2 separate regions of the Anas platyrhynchos genome follow, and region 1 is linked to region 2. Evidence: chromatin contacts called from public Hi-C data. All regions are on one chromosome and are shown on one strand. Each heading gives the region's core, a stretch centred on a gene start, on an enhancer-like site or on the middle of the called end of the contact. The rest is flanking DNA. Distances are from core to core; before and after follow the strand shown. Region 1 holds the start of CCND1 (cyclin D1). Region 2 has its middle 76 kb from the start of SMIM38.

What was found. Hi-C and Micro-C count contacts between places; a contact is called where the count stands out from the background.
Region 1: a contact with region 2 is called in a Hi-C map of F5 follicle, with 2.9 times the contacts expected there. The contact joins the promoter of CCND1 here to the enhancer-like site in region 2. A contact is called at or near these places in 3 of 8 Hi-C or Micro-C datasets (F5 follicle, small yellow follicle and subcutaneous adipose tissue).

What each region holds. Positions count from the first base shown.
Region 1 is chr5:47,777,994-47,783,529 of IASCAAS_PekinDuck_T2T, reverse strand. CCND1 (cyclin D1) reads right to left here and starts at 4,195. Exons shown (of 6, transcript XM_013102661.5): 1 at 4,046-4,195; 2 at 3,254-3,613; 3 at 1,494-1,709; 4 at 821-980. The coding sequence starts at 3,451.
Region 2 is chr5:47,481,415-47,486,888 of IASCAAS_PekinDuck_T2T, reverse strand. No RefSeq gene overlaps it. Among named protein-coding and RNA genes, the nearest start is that of SMIM38, 76 kb to the right of the region's middle. Within about 2 kb of position 4,183, at least 4 of the 8 cell types and tissues checked have an H3K27ac peak or open chromatin away from gene starts, as enhancers often do. A contact at or near this core is called in F5 follicle and small yellow follicle, where this site is marked.

The sequences.
Region 1 (5,536 bases), core at 2,946-5,445, 300 kb before region 2:
CCCTGCTCCTCCGCTCCGGCCTGCGGGACGCGCGAGATCTGGCGATCAGAACGGCTCTCCCAAAACGCTTTTCCTTCCCACTTTGCTAGGGTTCAGCGGGTAAAGCCGGTACACGTACAAACACACACACACACTTCGCATGCAAACACGGAACTTCAAAGGACCAGCGCGCGCAGGCACGGTGCCCTTGAAACCAAAGATCAGGCCTCTGCAAACCTGGCCTAGCGAGCGGTCGGCGTCTTTGGCTCCTCTGGAGGCCGCCCCTGCACATGGCTCCAGCTCAGCACGTGGTCAGAGGGGTGCAGATGGCAGGGGCTGGGTCTGGTGCCAGGAAAGCCTCTGTGCCGCGTGGCCCTCCTCCAACCCGCCGCCACGGAGCAGGGGGAAGAGGCAACTCGGAGAGGGAAGTTTTAAAACCCCCACGCAGAGCTATTCACAAGCAAAGTCTCCCTCCTCTTTTAAAGGCCGTCTGAGAACGGATCTGCACGGAGGGATTCCCCACACAGGCAGCAAGCCTTTTGCAGCCCCTGCACGAATCCTGGGGCACAGGGCTGCACACGGTGGCTGGGACACAGAGTGGGGCGCTTCTCACCCCGGCCAGCCAAACGCATTCAGCTCAGAAGAAAAGTATCTTCTGAGAAGCTTACCTCTGCAAAGTAATCCACCTTCTGCAAACAACAAGGGCAATAATCGGGGCTTAAACTACCTCCCCACAGCCCTGGGGGCTCACGGTAGGCCATAGCTACGGGAGGCGTTAGGAGCCGGGGGCTGGGCACGTGTAGGGGAGCGACACACTTTGCTTAACGTGCAGGGCTCATACCTGTAGCGCACAGAGCCACAAAAGTCTGAGCATGTTTACGGATGATCTGCTTGGTGTCCTCTGCCAGAGGCATTTTAGTAAGGAAATGTTCAATGAAATCGTGGGGGGTCATTGCAGCCAGATTCCATTTCAGCTTATTCACCAGCAGCAGCTCCATTTGCTGCGAAAACAAAAGGGAGGAGAGGGGGAAGGAGAGGAGGAAGAAGAAGAGGGGGAAAGCGTGGTTAGCTCCGCTCAGCACCGCACCGGGGCCGCCCCCCGCCACGCCGCGGCCCGGCCGGGACCGAGCCCCCCTCGGGGCTGGCGGCCAGGGGGGGCCCGGCCGCCCCCCGCCGCTCCCCGGGCAGCGCCGAACCCCGCGGGGCCGCCAGGGGGCGCCCGCGCCGCGCCCAGCCCGGCCCCGGCCCCGGCTCCGGCTCCGGCTCCGGCCGGGGCAGCCCCGGGGGCCGCAGCCCGGGGGAGCGGGGGGCGGCCCGGCCCGGCCCCGTTTGGCCGCCGGGGCCTCGGCGTCCCCCGGCTGCGGCTGTCGGGGGAGGTGGGGGCCACTCGGGCCCCCCGGGGCGCTGGGGTCCGGCAGCCCCCTCCCGCCCGCCCCGCTGCAGGGGGGTCCCGGCCGGCGGCCCCGGGGGGGGGGGGCTTCGTTTGCGCCTGAAGTGCCTGAGCGTGCAATTACCAGTAATTCGTCGGGTCTGATGGAGTTATCTGTGTAAATGCACAGTTTTTCTGCGGTCAGAGGAATAGTTTCCTTCATTTTGGAAGCCACAAACATGCAGGTAGCTCCGAGCAATTGCAAGCGGCTTTTCTTGAGGGGTTCGAACGACAAAAATCTGTCCAAGTAATTCATCGCCAAGGGGAAAACTTCCTCTTCGCACTTCTGCTCCTCGCAAACCTGCAAGAGGGAGAGAGGTCGTTGAGTGCTGAATGCAACGGGGGCGAAAGCCAGGCGCCCTCTGCCTCCCTGCCCCGGCCCCGGCTCTGCAGGGCAAGGCTGGAGGAGGAGAGGCGGGCACGGCGAGCACCGGGGGCACGGGGGGAGCATCAGGGAAAATGAAAGAGAAAGTCACCGGGGACAAAGCGGGGGGAAACGCGGCGATAGAAAGCCGCGGGCGATGCGTGGTAAAAAGGGGGGGAAGCGCCGGGGAGGTTTGGCCCCGTCTCGGCGGCCCCTGCAAGGAACAACGAAAAAAGGGAGAAACGGGCTCGGGCAGGGCGAGGGGAGCCCCCCCGGCTGGCAGCGGGCTGCGGGGCAGGGCTGGCCCCCGGCCCCGTTTATTCGGCGTGGGGTTCGCCATCCCCTTCGCCCTTGTGCCGCCGATTCCCCCTCTCCGGTCGAGACACAAAGGTGGCGTCCAGCCTCATTTCCCCAGACGTCATCTTTTCAAAAAATATTTAAAAATATTTAAAAAATCCCCCGGGCTCCGAAAAAAAGCCGAAACGAAGCGGCGGGGGTCCTTTACCGAGCCCGGTGCCGGGGGTCCGCCGGGGGGGCTCCGGGGGGGCTCCCCGAAGTGAAATCCACCGCCTCCCTCTCCCGCCCCGCAGCGCGGCCGGGCGCGACGCTTCGCAGAGCGAGGCAGGGCACTGCGCTTTCAAAAATTAATTAAAAATAGATCGCGGGCGCCCAGGGCCGCCCAAAAGGCACGAAAATGTAGCCCGGCTTCTGGGGCTCCAGCCGGGAGCCCCCCCGGCCGCGTCGCGCCCCTGCCCGAGGCCCTTTCCCCCTCGCTTTGCCCGGCCGGGCTCGCCGCCGGGCTCGCCGCCGCGGCACAGGCGCGGCGCGGAGGGGGCACCGCGGCTCCGGCCGCCCTCGGCGCCGAACAAAGAAACTTTCACCCCGCCGCTCCCCGGGGGCCGCCGCAGCCCCTCCGGCCGTGCCCCTGCCCGCAGCCCCGCCGGGCTCCCCCCGGCCCCCGGCCCCGCTCCCCCGGCCCCGGCCCCGCTCCCCCCCGCCCGCCCGGCCGCCCTTGGCGCGCTCCCCGGGACTTTCTAATTTTCTGCCGATTAATAAACACTTTTTTTTTTTTTTTTTTTTGCTCTGCAATAAAAGAACAAAGATGGCGCGTAATACTGGCACGGGCAGCGCTTGCATACGTGTACAGGGATATTAATTTTAAAGAAACCCCCCGGCAGCGCTCAGCCGCCCGGGGGCTGCGCGGCGGGGCCGGCCCGGGGCTGCCCGGCGGGGCCGGGAGGGAGCCGGGCGGGGGCCGCCTCCGGCCGCGCTCAGCCCCCGGCTCCCCTCGCACGGCCGCCGCCGGAGCGGGGCCCTCGCGGGCAGGGGGTGCGCGGCCGCCCCGCCGGGGGGGGGGGCCCGGGGCCGCTCCGGGCAGCCCCGGCCCCGCAGCCGCAGCCGGAGCCGGGGCCGGGCGGGCAGCGCCGGGGCTGAGCGCGGGGGGCGAGGGAGCGGCGCGGAACCCCCCGGAGCATACAGACCTCCAGCATCCAAGTGGCAACTATTTTCCTCATATATGGCAAGATTTCCTTCTGCACGCACTTGAAGTAGGACACCGAGGGCGAGCAGGTCTCCTCCGCCTTGAGCATTGTCTGCAGCACCCTGTCGTTGAGGAGGTTGGCATCCAGGTAGGCTCGTCGGATGGTCTCCACCTCGCAGCACAGCAGCTGATGTTCCATGTCTGCCTCCTTCGTCTCGAGTCAGTTTTCTCAAGGACTGAGTCAGTCTCTCGCTCTCTCTCTTCCCCTTCCAGGAGTCCCTTGGATGCTGCTTCTGCTACTGCCGCTACAGCCCTCTGGAGGCTGCAAAACTTTCTAACTTCCAACAAAACTGTGACGTTACTGTTGTTAAGCAGAGATCAAAGCACGAGAGAGAATGAGAAAGAGAGAGAGAGAGAGCCAAAAGCAAGGGGCAGAGCCCTAAAGCCATCCCATAGGCTTCAAGTCCTTCCCCTTTGCTTAGCTTATAGAGAGCAGGGGTTTAATGCAAATGCAAATGAGACAAGGGCTTGCTTTCTTCAAGGGCAAGGGAGAGGTGGGGGAAACCCAAATTGTCTCTTCAGTGTATCATGCATAATTTTAAAAATGGAGAGAGTTCTGCAGTGGGAGCCAAATGATGAATGGGGCTAGGCCACACACAGGCACACATGGATATAAATACAGGGAGACGCGGTTGGTATTATTTTACTGGGGGCGCCAAGGAGGGGGAGCCGGGCAGCACCAGCGCCTCGCTCTCCCTTATCAATTACCGTGCCTGCCCTCCGCGATGCGTACCTGGAAGATCTGTCCTTTAAACACACGTGCTCCCGACCTGGACGTGCAGCCTTTGTAGTCGATCCCAAGGGAGCAGCTTTCTCCCATTTCCTCATTCTTTTTTTTTTCCTTTTTTTTTTTTTTTTTTTTAACTCCACAGCCCCTCAATGATTTTGCTGCAGGACAGAAACGTAAAAGAGTTGGGGTCCCCCCCCCCTTCCTGCAAAGACGGTGCATCTCCCTCCCTTCCTTCCTTCACGCCTCCCCTTTCACTTTCAAGGCTTTACCCTCCCGAAGGGGCACTGGGGTGGTGGGGGACACGACGGCGAGTGGCAGCGCAGGCCGGGCAGGCCGCCCTCAGCACCCCGCCCCCACCGCACAGCCACCCAGCGGAAAATCTCCCCGCAGAGCAGCAAAATGGTGGCCAGGGCTTCCTCCCGCACCTACGGGGAGATGAGCCGGGGGAGGTGCCAGCATCCACCCGTGCTGCACGGTGCCATGCGGCGAGGGCAGCCCGTCCACGCTGACATGTGGCCGCACGGCCCTGCCGTAAATAACTCCCGGCCCCCAGCCCCGCCGGGCTGCCTGTACCTGAGAACGCCCGGCTTGGCTTTGTTTCTGGTAGAAAGCCTCCTTTAAACTACTCCTCGCTTTTCCGCGGGCTGATAGGGGAGCTTGGGGCCCACTGGAAAATACCAGAGGCGAAGCCAACGCGGCTGCTCCGCGGGAGAAACGCCTGGGCCCGAAGCGGAGCGGGAAGGCCACGAGCAGCAGGGCTGGCGCTGCCTCGTGTGGGCCCACCCTGAGCACAGCCACCAGCTGCAGCCCGCTCCCAGCTCGGGATGGGATCGCCGAAGCAGTGCTGGTGTCGGGGTCTCGTGGCCGCAGCACGCTCGCTGCAGGGCCGCGCAGCATCCCTGGTGCGTGACCTCGGGGGAGCGGTGCCAGGGCTCTCAGGGCATGTCGGTGCAGGGCTGCGTGCTTGCGTAACCTCCCCGCACGCAGCACGCCCAGCTCCGCGCCGTGCCTGGCCGCTCGCCTCCATTTTGTCTTCACCCACGCGGGGCACGCGACGCCCGTGGAGCTCGGCAACCCTTGTGCTCAGCAGCCCGGGGGGCTGCCCAGGGAGGGCTTCTCGGCGAGGAGGCCGCTCCCCGTGCCCATGCCCGTGCCCGTGCCCCTGCCTGGTGCTCTCCCAGCGCAGCGAGGCCGGGCAGCACGTGGGGACCCTGCAGCCGCAGACACGAGGCCCAACTGGGGGAGCGGCCGGCTGGGGGAGCCGGGAGGGGCGGCCCCGGGGCGCGCTCCCGCTGCCAGCCCCCCGCCGCCCCTCAGGTGCCGGCGCTGCGCTCGCACGCGGGGCGGGAGCGGGGCCGGGGCCGGGGCCGGGGCGCGGCGCTGGCGCGGGGCCCGGGGGAGCCCCCGGCGCGTTGCGGGGCGGCGCGGCCGCAGGAAGCGCCCATTAGCGCGGGCCAATGGCGGCGCCGCGCTGTTACCGGGCAGATCTGGCCG
Region 2 (5,474 bases), core at 2,934-5,433:
TATGTGTAAAACAAACTGGTCAACACACCATTTCCTCACATTGTTTTCCTCTCCAAATTGAAGGATAAAACAGAGAATACAGCCTTCCTCACACAATAGAGTCTTTAGGTCTTCTATCTGGTCCCTACATATTAGGATGTTCACTGAAATACAATTCCCGGATAAATTATAACCAGTGACTGGCAAATCTGAAACGTGTAAGAGTTCAAGTTCAGCTAAAAAAAAAACAAAAAACTGAGGAATTATTTTTAAAACTTTATCCTTTGCATTCTGGTTTTCTTTTAAAGTTTGTTAAATCATCATAATTGGAGATTATTTGCATTTTCACTAAAAAAAATAAATAATAATAATAATAAATAAATAAATAAATAAATAAACAAACAAACAACTACACAGCTCCAGCTCTACACAAGAACCATGAAAGCACAAAGCAGAGCTTGTAAGAATCATACAGGCTTTTAGATATATGTTCAGGTAAAATATGACATTTAGATCTCCAATTCAAACCTGCAGTACAGTTGCTTATCTTGGGAAATGCAGCTCCCTTGTGTCTGTATTCTGTTCCCTATGAACAGCTTTCAAACCATTTTTTACAAATTTGGTCCTATCTTTATTCACACTATTTCTAAATAACTGCAGACAATGCTTTTCAATTTGTTATATAAAGCTTTTCCAAAGGATAAATTCTTCCAAAATACTAGAGGACAAATTCAGGAAATACAGTGATGACACAGGAACATGTTCTGCAGATGTTCATCGTGTCATTAACCCAGCAAGTAATGAGTAAGAAACTCCTGGGCTTCATCCTAACCCCACTGAAGTTACTCACAAACTATTCACCCTATAGATGCAAGGCTGGCCTTAAATTCAGACATTGGCTCTGTCATGAGAACATTTTTTGCCTAACTAACACTGTGTCATTTCTAAGTGTTTCCTGACAATTAATGTTCCTCACCGGTTGTGGAGCTGTGGTCTTGAACACGTTGCCTTCAGCAGCTGACCTTGCAGAGGTAGAAACAGTGATTTGCTGGTGTTGACAAAGCCTTTCTGCCGCTGCTGCTGGTCTCACATCTGTGAGCACTGTTTCAGCATGGCTGAGCAAGGACAGAAAATAAGGGGGAGTTATTCACAAGCAGACACTAGTATCAGTCATTGCGCACACTTGGCTAATAATTCAATCACCGAAAATTATGCTTTAGTTAATAAATAAATAAATAACACTTTAGCTCTGTCCCGATAGCAGGCAGAAAACACAGAATATTGGCATATCAGGATGAAGTACTGTCCCCAGTTTCCCTCTCAGGTTTTCAAAGAAATGGAGGGAAAGTTGATGGTGTCAGATTCATGTGTTTGCTGTGGGACTTGATACCAGTGGTATTCAGTTCCGAGGGCCACAACCAGGCCGCATGTGTCCGCCGCCATGCTCCTCACCTCACCTCCCAATGGTGGCCCCCAGTCTCAGACCAGAGAATGGCCTCAGGAACATGGCTGTATGGGAGCACCTCTCTCCATCAAGCCTACGGGTTTAGCAAGCTGTGTGCCCACATGCTGGGCATCCTCTATGGCCAGGGACACCTCACAGTCCCAGGCCATAGCAGTGGAGAACACCTAACAGCCAGCCAGGTGTGCTCACCTCCAGCCCTCGTTAATTACATTTTTTTCCTTGGACCAACATCAAAATGGCCTCACCTGAGCCATGGGGTGTGGCAACAGACACCTCAGGCAGCATGAGCAGCAGGGCTGCAACGCCTTGCTTGCAGACCCCGGCCTCAGAAAGCATCGTCACATTTATCCACCCTCCTGCCAGACCTGGGGTGGCCGCCATCTTAGGCAACGCCACACGCGGCTGCGTCAGACAGGGCTCCACGCCACTGTAATGGCGGGCGTCAAGGCCTGACGTGCTCCTCGGTACTCCAGATTGCCCGTGAAACACAAACTAGCAGCAGGTTTCACCACACAGCTCTTATCTCAGCACCAGATGACTGAAAAAATTGAAAGGAAATATGAGCAGGGGAAGCGTTTCTTCATGTTTTTGTGTGACGCTTGTTGCTAGGAAAAATATTTCCTTAGTATCTCTATGGGCTCTGCAAGTCAGCATCAGTGGAGCTCTGCTGGTTGCCAGAGAATATAAAACACAGCAAATGTCAGAAAAAATAGGAAGAAGAAGTAAGGCTTTAAGAATGTGCCCCATAAGGAACGTCTGTCCCCTCTGCTGCTCTTTACATGGTCAATAAACAGACATACACATCTGCATTCTTGGCTAGAACAAATCTTGAGAGCTTCTTCCCAAGGTATTTTGTCTAAGCAATATTATTTTTGTGTCTGTTTTTTCAGAAGCTTGAAAGCAGTTGTTTGTATCACGGTAGCACATGGTGGATCAGAGCCCTGAGTGCTGAGAAAACAAGTAAGCCAAGGCCTTCAGGAGCCTGCATTTCCACCAGCAAAAGAGAAAGGGTGGGAAGAGAAAGAGGGTCACTGAGGAGCAGAACAGCTTGTCCCCAGCTGCAGCAATAGGACCCTGGTCTCCTACCTCACAGCTCTTGTGCCACAGGTTGCGCTTCTGATCGTAACCCATACCAGATGCCCTAGGGAGGACGGTTAAAAAATCCCCTGCTCTGGACACCCACCATGAACTTTGCCTCTCATTTCAGCTGATTAGGGTGGATATTGAGGCTTTTTGCACATCCACAGAGCTGAGACTGATGATGGCATCACTATGTTTCAACCCTTCCAGATATGAAAGAGTAACTCATTTTCTAAGCCAATCATACACAAGTCTTCTTGCTAACAGCTGTGTGTCCAATGATGATGATGAAGGGTTGGGGGATGGAGAGGTTGAAGCTGGTTATTGCTGAATTTGCTGCATATTGCCACTGCACAATCCAGTGTATCTGTTTGAGCTGGATATTTAAGCCCCATTAAGTAGTTTCTAGTTCCCCCTGATCATACTCCAAATTGTTTTGTGGCTGCTCCCATCACTGACCACTGAAAGTTCTCACATGGTGTTATTTGAATTTTAAGTTTTTCACAATAAAGTGGTCTTCCCAGTCTCTTTGCATTGTTTTATAAACCATTTGTTTTTAAGTAAGAGTCTTTTTCCCAGAAAGAAAGCAAGACTTTGTCTGAATACAAACCCCATGCCCAACAGTGTGCTGACATTTGTGCATAGAGATGTGCTTTCCAGTTTATTCTATTGTGCTTTTTTTTTTTTTAATAGTTCAGTGGAAAGTTTGGATGGTTCCAGGCAAGTATCCTTTAACAACACAACAACAGAAATAGCCTGAAAAAACGGAAATATATCTCAACGGTGCCAGAAGAATTATGGGTTGTTGGTTTCTTACTTTTGCTTTTTTTAACATGCGTGATCACAATAAATAAATAAATTAATTAATTAAAAAGTTTGTGGATGACAGAAAGAGATTAAACTCACTGCACTTCCAGCAGCTGTACTTTTCTCCACTTGGATATGTGAAGGCAAGTGAATGACTTCTGTTGTTTGAGTCACCTAGCTTTTTAGAGTCTAACAATCAGAGTAAGTGAGAGGCTCCTGGTGCAGCAGGTACTGGTGTCCACTGAAGGCTGTGGCCCCATTTATTGTGGCATGGCTCCAGCTAGACTTCTGAGTCCTCGAAGATGTCCAGCGTAGTCTAGGAAACGAGGAGGATTTAAGAATCTGAATATCTTTGTTGATCCAATTTCCCACAAGCAAACTAATTGCTAAGTTGTTACCTGACCATGCTGAGTTGGCCCCAGAACATCCCTAGATAAAGGCCTGGAGCATTAATCTATGGCGCCATCTAGCACCCACATGAGGAATATTTGGAATAGCTCTTTCTCCATTGTTATGGCTCAAACTTTATCTAACGTTTTGCACAGAAAGACAAAAGATGATAACGAGGAAAAATGAATGTTATCATTCCTATTTCTTGGCCTCCTCAGAGCAAAGAAAACTGGAGCACTGCACATAACCCTCACTTGCCCTCTGTCTACGGGGGCTTAAAAAAATTCAGTCCCTCCCTGTACCTCTTGGTGGATCTTTTTTTCTTACTCCAGGAATGGCAAGGGGCTTGACCCACACATGTTCAGAAAGCTGTTTTAGGGACATAAGCTCCCCTCACCCTTTCTTCCACAAGTACCCCTTACCCTCTCTCTCTGCATCCTCTCACAGCCTGCATCGCAGCTCTGGCCCACCTGGGCCACCATTCAGTGAAAGGCGGAGGCCAGCACCAGCTGTTTCAGAGGAACAGGAAGGAAGCTGACACTCTGAAAGCAAAGACAAAAATCATTGCAACAGAGCTCTGATTTCTACTAATTATGTGGAACATATATAATCTACTTTTTTTTCTACTGATAACTACTATGGTTAAGTGAAACATTTTCCAGTGAAAACATTAAAAATGATCGGCAGACTTGAGATGTATAAGAATTCACATTCATTTCACATAAGTAAGCAAAATATGGAAGCTGCCTATTTCTGCTGTCTGAGCCTTTGAAAATCCTTTACTCACCAGGCTCTCAGCGTTTTGGGGGTTGTTAAATAGGAAGACCTCCATGTTTTACATCAAAAATGTTAAGACATGGGGATTCTAAAGCAGAGAGAATGCAGGCTGAAATCGCACAAGTCATGAAATGCTTGAAAGCAGCCAGACAACAACTGCATAACCACAGGTAGTATGCAAGTGAAAGATCAAATTTAAAACTCCAACTCAAGCCTGCAGGACATTTGCCAAGCTGCAAGTTAGGCTCCAGTGATGTATGGAATATATTTGCTCTGAGTCTATGCTCTGCTGTATGCCAGAAGCTTTTAAACCATCTTTACAAATATGTTCCCATCTTCTGCCAAGTGAATATACAGCCTTTTTCCCTCACGTTGGTATCTACAGTTCTTCTTACTAACTTCATAATTTCTGAGTCTGTAACTACTCTTAAATATCCTCAAATATTTGTGTGATATATACACCAAACTTAACTAATTTCTCATTGAAACAAAAGAAGCATTGTTTGCGTATTTACTTCTCACGTCTCCTCTACAAAGTTGCTTAAAAAGTTGCTTCAGCGATCAGAGGTATGTTAGCTCTGTAGATTGGCAGCCTATTTTGCTCTACTGCATTTCTCTGCAATTACTTGTTTCTCTGCCCTCTTCTGCCCCCGCTCCGTGTCTGATGTGTCCCTTCTCCTCCCACGTATCTGCCACGTTTTGTTTCTTCAACAGTAGTGACTTCCATGAGCCTGGCCTAGTCTCTCTGCTGTAACCCTTTCAATATTATACAACATTTGTTTACATTTTCCCAGGTCTTGTAAGACATCACTTTCTCTGCAACCGCTCTCATGCAAACATGGCCTTTTCTAGCTGTGGCCATTCAGCTCTATATCTGAAGTGCAGATGTGCACATACATTAGCCAGACATTTTCAATCCGTGCCACTCCAGGCTATTCCCAGACCACAAGGCAAGTGTGTGCTGCAGTACAGCCCA